2 separate regions of the Capsicum annuum genome follow, and region 2 is linked to region 1. A link is a contact called in public Hi-C data. All regions are on one chromosome and are shown on one strand. The core of a region is the stretch at or near the end of the contact, and the rest is flanking DNA. Distances in the headings are between cores, read along the strand shown. Region 1 overlaps LOC107856924 (folate-biopterin transporter 1, chloroplastic). Region 2 holds the start of LOC107866451.

The links. A called contact is a pair of places that touch in the nucleus more often than the background predicts.
Region 2: a Hi-C map of placenta shows a contact between it and region 1, with 8 times the contacts expected there. The contact joins the promoter of LOC107866451 here to the enhancer-like site in region 1.

Annotation. Positions count from the first base shown.
Region 1 is chr3:22,724,540-22,731,831 of UCD10Xv1.1, forward strand. LOC107856924 (folate-biopterin transporter 1, chloroplastic) reads left to right here. Exons shown (of 9, transcript XM_016701888.2): 9 at 1,834-2,698. The coding sequence ends at 2,127. Among protein-coding and RNA genes, the nearest start is that of LOC107856924, 17 kb to the left of the region's middle. Within about 2 kb of position 5,047, at least 4 of the 5 cell types and tissues checked have an H3K27ac peak or open chromatin away from gene starts, as enhancers often do.
Region 2 is chr3:22,797,503-22,804,342 of UCD10Xv1.1, forward strand. LOC107866451 reads left to right here and starts at 2,493. Exons shown (of 1, transcript XM_016712508.2): 1 at 2,493-3,379. The coding sequence starts at 2,653. The coding sequence ends at 3,000.

The DNA.
Region 1 (7,292 bases), core at 3,797-6,296:
TACTAATGCCTTAAGCTCCATATATATATATATATATATATAAAAGAATATAAGACTCATGCAGTAACGCCTCATCTTACTTCATTTCTTTTGTCAGGAATAATGGCCTTAGATAGCGTTTATCTTATCTTTCGAAAGACCTTAAGCTCACTATATTAACGTATAAATGTTAAATGTTATCTTTCGCATGTCTTACAAAAAATATTTAAAAAGTCTGTCTTTTTTGTTTAAAAAGCAAGAGGAAATGACACATTCTTAGATAAATAGTGCAGGCATGTGTTGCACTTTTTTCGAAATCGAAAAGTGGCTAAGCGGAATTCATTCAGAAAGCAAGACAGAATAGGGTCTTACCGCTAATGCAAGAACTTCCCTTAAAGATATTAGCTGTGGGACTTCGGCGCCTTAAACGGAAGAGGGGATTTATTTTTGGCCGCTATGCTCTTTTCTTATTCCCTTATTCTTTTTTTTTTTCTGTGTCTGAAGTGAGTGAAGTCAAGCTAGCGTCAGCAAATCGGACATAAGCAATACATGTAAATCCCCGTCCCTTAGAAAAACGATTGCGATTCTCATCCAGTGCTTTAATTAAGAGAAAAAGAGTAACATATAAGAACAAATTTTAGGAATACCCGGAGCGTAGCAGTCAGAAATAAATCCCCTTTTCCGCTTAAGGTACCAAGTCCCACAACTAATATCTTGATTTAAGGGAAGTTCTTTCGTTAGCAGTAAGAGCCTATTTTGTCTTGCTTTCTGAATGAATTCCGCTGCGCCCCTTTTTGATTTAAAAAAAGTGCAATATATGCTTGCACTATAAAAAAAAAAAAAACTCGAACTTTAAAATTTCTAAACTAAGGGATTTTTTTTTGTTTTCATGGGCAAACACCATACGCATTGGATATTGTTTGAATGGGTTTATAGAAGTTCTGGATTGCTCCACTCTTTCTTAATATTTTGTGTAGGATGCTTAGATTCTTTCACTTGTATGTTGTTTCCTTGAACTTTTGTATAACAATAGTCTTCATTTTGTTTTGTGTTCTTGTTTAGGTTGTGTTGGGACAAACCTTTATAAAGTAGTATGCTAGAATGGAAGTTACTTGAACAAGATTAATTGCTTGCGGAAATAGCTTAAGTTGTCAAAGGCAAAAACCCTTACAATCTCCTCATCTTCCCTGGAATTTTTTTCCAAGAGATGTTGAAAACTTTTTGAACTTTTTTTGCATGTTTTTTTTTTTTTTTCCAAACCAAACACCATATGAGAAACTGAAAAACTATAAACTGCAAAACACCTCAGCAGTAGTAGTGAAGTTTTTGCAATGAATAAATATCTTTCTTTTGGGTTGAAAACAACAACATACCCAATGAAATTCCACAAGTGAGGTCTGGAAAGGGTAGAGTTTACACAGACCTTACCACTACCACGTGGAGGTAGAGAGGCTGTCTTAAAAATCTTTTTCAGTTTTTGCAGATAAAAAGAAAGGCTTTTTTCAAAATGATGTGTTGCAAAACACATTCTGATTTTGCCCCCCATTTTTGCAAAATCAAAAAAATAAAAAGGAACTCCACCTGTTTTCGAAACAAATGCCACCATTGAGTTTTGGCAAGCTAGCATTCTAGGGCACTTCACATAATCTGTAGCGGATAGCAAAGGGTTAACTTGGCAAATGCTTTGGAAGTCTGTTTCCTCGAGTTCCAATTTGAGTCTATGGTGCTCCTGCATTATCTCTTTTAATATATATGTAAAACTGAAATTAAATTGAATCATGAATTTTTTTTCTAAAATTGAGTTAGAATTTCTGGAAATCCCTTTATCAGTAATAGACTTCTTACCTGTTTCAGGCATCTTTCATGCCTGTTCTAGTGCTAGCTGCAAGAATATGTCCACAGGGAATGGAAGCAACTCTCTTCGCAACCCTCATGTCCATATCCAATGGAGGGAGTGTCCTTGGAGGTCTAATTGGTGCCGGTTTAACCCAGGTATTTGGTGTCACCAAGGACAGGTTTGACAACTTGGCTTTTCTGATAGTTCTCTGCAATCTAAGCTCTCTATTGCCTTTGCCCCTACTTGGTCTTCTTCCTGGCGATGAACCAGATACAAAAGAGAGTACTGATATTGAGATGAAGTCTAATTAAATTCTTGCGTGCTGTGCCCATCCTGAATCTGGCTAAGTTCCGCTGCAGCTTTTTGAGAAGACAATAGGAGAGAATACAATTATAAATACAAATACTCATATATCCAATGACTAAACATACAAGTCATGATGTCAATTCATCACACCACAGAAAATGTTTAATGGATTAGGAACTTGTTTTGGTGGGAGATAGATCTTGTTCTGGGGTCCCCGGACTTTGGTCTAATGGTAAGAGCGTCTGTGGGATAGGCGCATGTCATGGGTTCAAACCCTCCTGTAACAAAGACTTGGTATTTAAGTGGAGAAGAATAGAGGGGCGGGCTTATTATCTACCGACTTTCAAACTTGAGCATTTTGATCTTTAACATATGTATTGCTGGATGACCCTCTTTAGAATGCCCATTGAGAAATTGTCATTCGGGGTTGCTGTTTATCGACCAGATTTGGTATTTTGAGAAATGGTCTACATTGATCGTTCTGTTCTGTATGACAATTCGTAATTGTGGCATAATGAGCATTAATTACTAACTTCAAGTTGATAAAAGTACTCACTGAATCTTTTTGCCTCTTAATCTGGATGTCAAGAGAGTTGAACAATGTACTTTTTTGCCGGTTGTCAGGGTGACTGATGATTCATTAGGATTTCTAAGCAAAATTAACAATCCTGGATTTCTTGTATACAATAATATACACACTTGTATGTTATTGTATCTACTTGTATTTCATTGTACTAGTTTAGGTGTACGCGTCTTGCGCGTGTACCTCACTTTAATGAGTTCAAACATTATATTAAATAAGATATTTGCTTAAATAATTAAAATGAATATAATAATTAAATTTAATATCTTTTGAGTATGTAAAGATGGAGAATTTATTTATTAAAATCTTTACCAAAAATGTTTTTAAAAGTCTATCGACATTCATCTACCATCTGTAAATTGCAATAAAACAGTACAATGATAGAGACATCAAAATAATACAATTATTTATAATTTTTGCACACAAAAATTTTCTCAAAGTCGTCTGACATTCATCTACCATCTGTAAACAATAACAAAATAATATGATAATAGAGATATCAAAATACTATAACTAAATCTAATCTTTACATAAAAAAATTTCTCAGAGCTGACCAACACTTATCTCACATGTAAACTGCAATAAAATAATACGATAAAAGTGATATCAAAATAATACAATTAAACGTAAATTTTACACAAATTTTTCAAAATCGATAGAGATTCATCTACAAACTGTAAACTACCACAAAATAACAAACTAATAGAGATATTATGATAATACAATTAAACCTAACCTTTACCTAATTTTTTGTTTTTCAAAATCGACCCACATTCATCTAACATCTGTAATTTTCAATAAAACAATAAGATAATGAAGATGTCAAAACAATAAAATTAAATCTAACCTTTACACAAGAAATTTTTCAAAGTCAACCGATATTCATTTACGACCTGTAAACTATAAAAAAATATAATAGTGATCACAAAGCTTCGATTTTGATCCATCTAATTCTCATCTGAGCGAAAATTTTAATCCTAAAGAATGATTTTGAACGAAATCAAAGAAGTACTCAATCTAAAAATCTGCCGCTCCTGTTTGTCCCGCTCCTATTTAGAGTGCGTCATATACACTCCTTTAAGTACTCAAGATTCTCACACTTTTAACATACTCTTAAGTGTATTCATTTACGTATAATTACACTTTTGTGCCACATCATTTTATTAGGGTGTGCCTAACATTGTTATTGAGCACATTATATTATGTCGGTCAAGGAATTTAGCATATGGTCAATGGCGTTTTGCAGTTTCATATCCTTCATATTATTCTTTACACCCCTATCTGACTTAAATTATTTTTGTTATTTACTCGTTATCTTTTAACCTTATTTATGGATACCTAAAAGACATTTATTGTATCAGATTTTTCATGCAACAATATGCATAACGATAACGTAAAAGTAATCAATAAAGTAATAAAATACTTTTTCCTTTATTAAAATAATTGACATCAAAAGGACGACAATTGGCATAGGTAGTATGTACCATTTCAAAAAGCTTTGTATTTCTTGTGGCTTCTTTCTTCGTGTGTATGGTTTGTTTTTCTTCAATACGGTTCACATAAATAACAAGATTCATAAAATTTTAATATGAAATAATTTCATCATTAACTAATCTTTTCAATCTTTCTTGATTATATGATCTAAAGGTTGATGCTATAAATAAACAGATGTTAATTCACCAATTCAAGTTTGCTTCCAATTTTATGAAGGGTTGGAAGGATTTTGAGTTTGACAAACAAATTATCAAAATTTAATTTGTTTAAATCATTACCAAGAATATTCATCAGTCATCATAGCATATACTTGTGTGTAAATACCATTTAATCACCAAATAGTCAATTAATTATCCATTTTTTTAAAAATCAACATAGGGAGTTAGTCAACTGCCTTGTAATATTGCACCATATGTTATGACAATACATTTTAATTAGCTCTCTTTTTATTTAATAAATCCAATTTAACTTAAAACACATGAGACATATATATTACGGCCAAAACTAAATTAAGACAAATTCAAAAAACTAAAAGAAGTTGGTCCTCAAATACATTAGCATTGAGATGGGGAAATTTTTTTCGCCAAAGATGTAGTGGAGCGATAAGTGTTCCTTCATCTTTAATCAGATGTCTTAGTTTGAGTCCTCCTAGATATAAAGTTGCTTTTGTTAGGAAGCGCTTTCCTTTCCGATATAAAACTTTATAGCTTGAATTTGAATTTAATCAAGCTCCGATGCTGATATCGGACAATTAGTGGAAAACAAAAACAGATACATTATCATTGCGATGGGGAAATTTTCACTACAAACAAACCTGCCACGTGACAAATTGATAGATATTCACATGGGGGTGGGCCTCAAAAGTTTCTCAAAACAAAACAATTACAATTGGTGTAGTCACATCTCAAAAGGCCCAATAGTTTCCACAAAATTCAATTCCACTTTAAACCTATTGGCCATCAACTTACTCTTTCATTACATTTTTTTTTTTTACTTGTCTTTAATAAAATAATTCCCACAAAAATCCATTTCTTCATTTTTCCATTTTAGCAACTTGCCCCACAAATCCTTTTCCAATTTCCAATTTGGCTCCTCTCACCTTTTCCATGATTCCTCATCATGTGGAGTTCCCATTTTTGCCTTGGTAGTTGCTATATATTGATGTCTTTATACAATTGTCACATATCATTATGCATGATAACTTGAACATAAAACCCAATTTTCCTTTTCTTACCCTAAAACATCAAGGAGATGGTGAGTATTAAAGATATAAGATCTTCAATTAACTCGTGATTGAGGCGCAAATTGTTATCGTAAAACTCTCAGAGTACATGAAGACACAAACAATTTGTGATTGAGGTGCACTTGTGAACAATTACACATGGAGACACGCACAAAAACATAACACTATATATGACTCTTTTATGAGTTGCACTAGCCACTAAAGGAGAATAGGGGGCATACTTCCTAGACCAACTTAGGAAAATGCTAGATGTTTAATGGTCCTCCATGTGGGTGATGCACAAAAACAATAAGGACATGGAAGAAAAAATGAATCCTTTTGAGAGGCTTGGGGTATCATTTATGAAATATTCCTTTCTATTCCAATGACACATTTTCTTTTTAGTTTGTAAAAAGAATGACTTCTTTCTAAATTTGAAAATAACTAATTTAATACTTCTCATTTTACCTTTAACAGGAAGCTTTTTTAACCACACAAATGTCATGATAAGTTTAAGATCATAAGTTTTAAAAGTTTTATAGCTACACAAATATTATAATATGCTTAAGACCATAATCTTAAAGTGTTCATTTCTTTTTTAAACTCTATGTTTATTCACATTATGTCACATAAATTGTAACGAAAAGAATATAAATGCTATCATCCAAAAGTTGTACCTTTCCTTCCCTAAAAAGTGTTGTTTTAGCTATTTTCACGACCATTAATAAAAATAAATAAATATAGGGTATCATTTATTAAGTTACCCTATATTTATTAGTTTTTTTCTTGAGAAGTGATCAAGCACTACTAAAAAGAAATGAATCTTTAATATAAAGGTATAGTCGAAAATAATTAATAATTATAATCTAAATTTTTAAAGTAATAATTATTTTACAACAAATTATTTCGTTCAAATGATACTTATTTTGGAACGGAGGAAATAACGGTTACCACATTTGAATGTAGGTAAGATTGTTTTTCTGCTTGATAATTCTTGGATAAGTAATTATCTGAAACTACCAATGGTCAGATTCTTCAATACTCCTTTCCTATTTGTTTTGTCCACACCCAACATCCCAAAAGCTGTCACATGGGGGAGATGGGGAAGTTGGAATAGTTGTTAGACCCTCCATTCCAATCATTGGACTACTTTAATATCATAAAGTTCTTGCATGACTAGGAGAACTATAATAATTTGGGGAAAATAATAATAATAATAATAAGGGCCCTAAAGATGTAAATATACAAGTATAATACTAAGTTTCTGGCCAATCACTTTAATTAAACCTACCTAACAATAATAAGATTCTGATCTATATATACAACAATTGGCAGTTACTGATAATATAATTAAGAAAAGATATGATGGGATAGAAGACATTTCTTTAATCTTAGCCAGAATTTTTCAGTTCGAGCATTAGGAATAAAGAAATTCTAATAGAAAGTGATTTTTCTTTTAATTGCTCCTTGGCTGCGTAAATCTAGATTAATTGAGCTATTTCCTTCGTCCATCTTTATTTATTCAGTATTACTAGAAGTACATGTCTAATAATACTTGTCCGGTTTGCAATACCAATGAAAAATTTACGATTTTGTGTCTATTTACCCTTGTTATTGATCATTATTACCCGATGCATTTCCCAAAATATTTTTATTACGGATAATACCTACGAAAATATCTGAACTTTGACCAGATTTTCAGTTGAGCATACTGAACTTTGCAGGGGTCCTATTACCCCCTATACATTTTTTTTTCCGTATTTTAATGTCATATATCTGCCCACTTGGACATGAGTAAATATGAGGTGGCGCGTGTATTACACGCGCCAATACACGTGTAAAAACGAGATTTACATGTGCCAGCGTCGAAT
Region 2 (6,840 bases), core at 1,243-3,742, 70 kb after region 1:
TACATATTTGTTTTTTCAAAATAAAAGTTAGAGATATAAGAGTAAAAAAAGGGAAAGAACAAAAATATAAAAACATAAAAACAAAAAAAAAATGAAACAGAAGAAAAAGGAAGAACGAGAAATAGAAGTGTAAAAACAAAAGAAAAAATGAACAAAATAAATAGAAAAAAAGAAGAAGAAAATGAAAATAGAAAAATAAAAAAAAGATATGAGAAACGAAAAAACATAAAAAAGGAAAAAAAAGAAAAATAGATGAGAGAAAATAAAGTGGAAAGAAAAAAATGAAAAATAAAAAGAAATTAAAATAAAAAAAATAAAATGATAAAAAATAAGATGAAAAAAAACTAATAAGAAAAAAAAGGTAGAGATATAAGAGAGTGAAAGACAGTAATAATATTTTATTTTGAAATCTTGAAAATCATTATCTTCAAATATGAAAAAGATAATAAAAATAAAACAAAAAATAAAAAAAAGGAAAAAGAAAAAAAGAGAGAAAAAAAAGAGAGAAAATAAAGTGAAAATAAAAAAATAAAATAAAAAAATAAAATGATAAAAAAATAAGATGAAAAAAAGGGGGTAAAAGATATGGCTATATTTGGGGGAGGTGAAATAGTGGAATAAAAATAGAAAAATGTAAAGTAGTGAGAGTAAAACATGCACTTACCTAGTTAATGAGTAAAATAATGTTACCCTTGCTATAAATTGTAATTTTACAAAAGTGTTGTTATTTATTGTAATTATAGTCTTAAGTATGTTATTTTCTGTAATTTTTCCATGAAAGAAATATCCTATTTATAGTCTAGGCTTAATAATTACAATTTATGGGCCCAAAAGTGACCCATTTAAAAATAGAAAAAATTTCAGAAATAGCAACTCTGTAGCCTTAATTATAACTTTTATAGCAACAGTTTCATAATTACAAAAAATAGCAAATTGTATTTGTATTTAAGTAAAATGTTGCTATATAAATACATATACAAATATATATGTATTACTCATAAATACATATACAAAACTGAAAAATACATATTCTTCTATTACTATGAAGTGAGTAAAATATTGCTACTTTTGCTATAAGTTGTAATTTTGAAAAAGTGTTATTATTTATTGTAATTATAGTCTTAAGGATGTTAGTTTCTGTAATTTTTCCTTGAAAATAACAAAGCATGATAGCCCACTTAGCATCCGCTTAAGCATTTTAGGGGCACATGAGATGCATCTCAAGAGCCTGCTCTAGCAGATCTAAAGCAGGTTGGGTGAACCTTCAAAGCAGATAGGGCGCATGTCATCTTTTAAGGGCTTTCTAGCCCCATCTTGCACTCCCTTGGCCTTTTTAACGTCCCTTCACCCTCCTTGAAGATAATCACCATTCAATTGATAATTTTTTATAACACTGAGTCGCCAAGTGCCTCTTGAACCATAAGTATCCTATCCAAAGATCCGGAGGTAATTTAAATTGTATCAAAGATTGTTAAAGAGAAGAATTGAGAGCTAAGTACTAGCACTGTACGGGGTTTTTTTTTTTCAGAAAGAAAATAATAACATAAACCCTCAATTTTTTATGTATTAATACTCTGAACCTTTCACCTCTTCTTGGTACACATTTTTGTTCCTTTTTTCTACTTAACAAAAATAAATTGGGTCCCACCAATACACTCCACTTAATATGAAAGTTTTATATAATATACAAGCATTATAATTCTACTTAAAATAATATACATCACGTAACTCTTGATAGATTAAAAGTTACACTCGCTTATAGTGTTAAAATAAATTTTAAATCTTTTTTCGAGGTGTTACAATTCATTTATTTAATAGGATATCGGAGTAAAATTCATCTCAAATCTTATATATCAATGTTGATCTCTCATATTAAAATTTACCGCGCATGAGGTGTTCAGTCTTGGACCGAGATGCGGTGTTGAAGAGTGTCACAATATTCGACAATCTTCACCTCATGTATTATTTTTTGAGGCTGAATTAAACGTAAGATATATTTCTTTTTCCATAAATATTTATATACTTGATTGGATTTCCTTCTAAATTTTTATTCCATTATTTGATTTTGATTTGAACTAACCTTTGAAATAATATAATCATATTATAGCATACAATAAGCTTTTTTGTTTTTCTATTTTTATAAAAGCCAAACCTAATCCTCACCAAAAAAATTATACTATAATTTTTTTGGAAATTGATGAACAGTCCTAACCGAAAGTAACCGTCATTCAAGGCACAAAGGCAAAAACCACCACCTAAAGTAACAATTAACAAATACCATAACATAACTATAACAAGTAAGTAACAACCTAATAAAACAAAATAATATGACACTATATAGAATAGTAAAATCCAATTCTTTCTTCTTCTTTTTTTTCTAAAAAATAAAAAACACAAAAAATTTAATTACAAGGATGGTGGACCCTCTCCTAGACCAAGTTGTCTAATTTTCCATTGCCTATGGTCCCTCCTAACATGGAGCAATTTATGCCACTTTTCTCCACTATAAATTTCTCATTTCCTCCCCTCCCAATTTCCTACCTTTTTTTATTTTCCTTTCCTTTACCTCAAAATACCCATAAATCTCTAGTGAAAAATAGAGCCCACTCAAAAAAGACTATTGAAAATTTTTGTGGAATTGTTTTTCAAGAAATGGACATAGAGTTGGCAAAGTGTGAGTGTTGTGGACTTAAAGAAGATTGCACACTAGACTACATTAGTCAAGTGAAAGAAAATTTTAATGGGAAATGGCTATGTGGACTTTGTTCAGAAGCAGTTAGAGATGAAGTGAAAAGAGGAAAAAAACAATTTCTTTGTATGGAAGATGCTGTGAAGGCACATATGACATTTTGTAGAAAATATAAGTCTAATCCAGCAATTGAAGTAGCTGATGGAATGAGGCAAATGCTAAGAAGAAGGTCTGATGTGTCATCATCTTCAAATTCACCTAATTCTTCTAAGAAGTATTCAAGATCAACAAGTTCTATCTCCTATTATTAGTTAGACCAAGACGATAAAGAGTTATGTCTTAGTCCAGTTCAGAACAAGTTGGAGTCGACTAGATGAATGCTCAGAAGAGAAAAGGAGGAGAAAGGGTAACTTGTACTTTTGGTGGAAAAATAAAAAAGGTCTAACAACACCAACACCAACAACAACATGCAAGTCTTTTTCATGGAGAAATCTTTCTTGATTTCCATCTTGTCTTGTACAGTGGATTTTGTTTCTTTTAAATTTACTAGTGGGGATAGTATTTTGTTCCTTTCTTTTCCTTTTTTTTGTTCTTTTGTTATATGGGTATGTTCTACTTGTTACTTTCCACAACAATCACATAAGAGATGTTCAACATTATGATAATTGATAACTACGTCTCAGTCCTAAACAAGTCTTCTAAGTTGATACATCGGGGTAGGGGGAGTAGATTACATACAGGACAGGATCGAACCTTCACCAATAAGGTAAAAATTCAGGTAGTCAGCTAATCGAGCTTCTAAGATATTCCAACTCTGTCAATCCCTACTTTTATGTTCAAGCTCATCGCATATCATCAGAAGAGATGTTCATGAAAAGAAAAAGAAAAGTTTTTTCTCCACAAGCTTGACAAACTTTTCTCCTCTTTTTGACAAAAGTTGGAAAGAAAGTTGATTTCACTTTGTTCATTGAGTTGATTAAACAATGAACTTTTTCTTGCATAAGGACTTATCCCACACTATTTTTACGTACCTTTATTTTTTTATTTTTTAGTTTTGTATATTTATTGAAAAATTGATGTATCTGTTCATTCGACCAGGTTGATTCACCAGTTTGATCTCACTGTATATTCGTCAGTGAGATGAAACAGGTGAATCAACCAGCTCCAAGCAACAGATACATCGATATTCCAATAATATTAGAAAATATTAAACTCGTTCATAAGCTACATTGGTGAAATCTGTCAGAAGCAAAAATTTCATTTCCTTGATAGATTCTTTTCACATATATTAGCAAAGATAATAAATAATGGTCATTCTGAACGATATTGTCTTCTTCTTTTTTTAATTAATCATCTTTTTTCACCCCTCTCTAGGAACTTCAGCCCTTTTTATTTCCTTGATGACTTCAACTCACAACCTCGGAGTTGAAAGTAAACGGTGTTTACCGTCCGAGCAACTCCCTGTTTATTATTATTAATGAATCTTGAAAACCACTCAAATAACTAGGAAGATCCCAATGCAGATATGCTCATTTTAATATCTAAGGTCAACTTCCCACTAAACCAGAAAGATTTTAATAGGAATCATATCATATGCTTCATAACTTTATGTTCAAGATGCTTTCATTTAAAAAGTTCAAAACCTTTTAACACAAACATTTCTGTTTCATGATTAAAGAATTTTAAACTATTTTGAATTGAAGTATTGAACATTTAATTGTCTGATCGATAAGCTTAATCTAAACTATGGTCTATGATGACCTATTATTCAAGTTATTTAATATTAATAGTGGATGATTCATCACAATGCCCTGTGCTGTAAATAAAGTCGAATTAGTTCACCAACTATTTTAACAATTAACGCAAATAATGGTTTATACAACTCAACTAACACATGACTTGATTTCATTAACTTTGTGCAATTTTTTATTACATCGAAATCGTTGAAAGAGAAAAAGAACCAAAAGAGAAAATAGTGAGAATTGAACACATAACCTATTGAATGGAAGACCTTTATATATAAAATTTAACTCACTACTAAAAACATGTGAATAAATATTCATGTCAGAAAGCTCGTCAAAAACATTTTTGACAATCCATTTCGAGGGATATATTCAATCAGAAATACGCATTATTTTAGTAGTGAAGGTATTTGGTGATCGATTAACACATGATGATGATATGATTTTTGATGATTAATTTGGAAAATATAATTAAGTTGGTCTTATATGATTTTTCTTGCATATAATGGCATGCACATTTTAAATTGCCACATAATCATGGACCTAAGTCTTATCACCTATGGTGATAAAGTGTTGAAAGCAAACACCTAATCACATGGTTTAATGGAATGCAGAAAAACAAACAAACAAACTAACAAAAACAGCTACTTAATATCTACTTCAATAAGTTTATGGGTTGTAAAATGCTACACCTCAGAGTGTAGACTATTGACATCGTAAGTTCCAAGTAATCTCACTCCAGTCAAGCCAAGATTAATGGAGTTAGATAAAATACTTTAGAAATTTCTATGTTTACTTTATGTTTTGTACTTATAGTTAGTGGCAGAGTCATAATTTTATAAGGGGTGTCATTTAACGTCGCTTTATTAAATTATAAACAATATATTTTTTTTGTGAAAAGCAAGTATATGTTTATACAATATGGCAACAATGCTAAAAAATCATAGATAAATTTGCACCACTAACCCAAAGCCTGAAATTACCATTCTAAATCTAAACTCACTTACAAGAAGACCAATAGAATCCTTTAGGTATTGTTTAAATAGTTGTTCTAAGTTCATTGCGCTCCTACCACCTGTCGATAAAGTAGGCTGATGGAAAATCCCCCTGTTGTGACCTACGACCATAATGGTGTGGGTCGGGGCATCAACGGTTATTACCCCATGCATGACTAACTCACAATAGTCTGATAGTGTTTTGAAATTTTTTTGTGTATATCGTGTACATATGTCATAGAGCATGGTACACTACATATGGAACATGAAATCACCACACAATTTCAAAAATGAGAGAATTTTCATATATCATTGACATTCATCGTTGTTGTGATGATGCAATTGAGTGTTCATTCGGTCCAATATCTGGATGATCAAACCTATCTTTGGGTTTGAGAGACATCCAATAACCAAGTCCAAGTTAAAAAGTGTATCGAGCCATGAATCTTAAGTTAAAATAATCTCATGTTATATTGTGCACTTCTTCAAATTGGAAAAAATAAAATACTTCAGTCCAAATTTGAATGATCCATCCCTTCACTATGAAAATTTTTTAGACAAGTAGAATCCATGGCAATTTACTAATTGGATTTCGTGGCCCCCAATAATTAGCTCTTTTTTTTGTGGAGGAGTTGATGGATGGCCCCAACTAGTAATTTTTTTTGTTCCTTTAGTACAAAGCATAATAAATTGATACCTAAATATGTAAAGTCAATCAAAAATTGAAATCATATGATATCATTTGGGTTTAATAGTAGTAAAGGCTTTCACTTCAACACGTCCTATCGATCGCTTAAATGCTTTAATAGGTACGTACCCTTCAGAAATCGACTATACGCTATCGCATGGATTTTCTTACACGAAAAATCTACAATAAATTTCATTATTAATTGATATTGACGCAATGTATAGAAAAATAAGTACCACATGATATAAATCACAGTGATCAAGAGTGGTGTACAATTGATTTTGAACTAATACACTAGTTCATCAATTTAGCTGTTTTTGTATTGTTCACTAATATAAATAGGAGACATTCTTGATGATTAAGTATATGCTATGGTTTTGATTTAACCAAGTGACTTGGGTTCCTAGAAATAGGAAGGCAAAATGTAGGTAGGGGCCTCTATGCCAAATGGTAGTCGTTTGGTATGTTGTCATTACATGCTTTGATTAGGTGCAAAGATTGTTTGATTATCTTTTAATAGGTTAAATCATTGTCTCAAAGAAAATATGTTGTTTATAATTGTTATTGGGTTGTTCGGTGCACTAAGCTCTTGTTATAATTATGCAGAGTTAGGAAAAGAACCAGGCCATGCATTTATACAAGAAATTGTTTTACACAACTCAAATTTGTAGCCTTCTGGTCACAAGTCGGTAAAAATCACAAACCAAGCATTTTGTGCAATCTAAA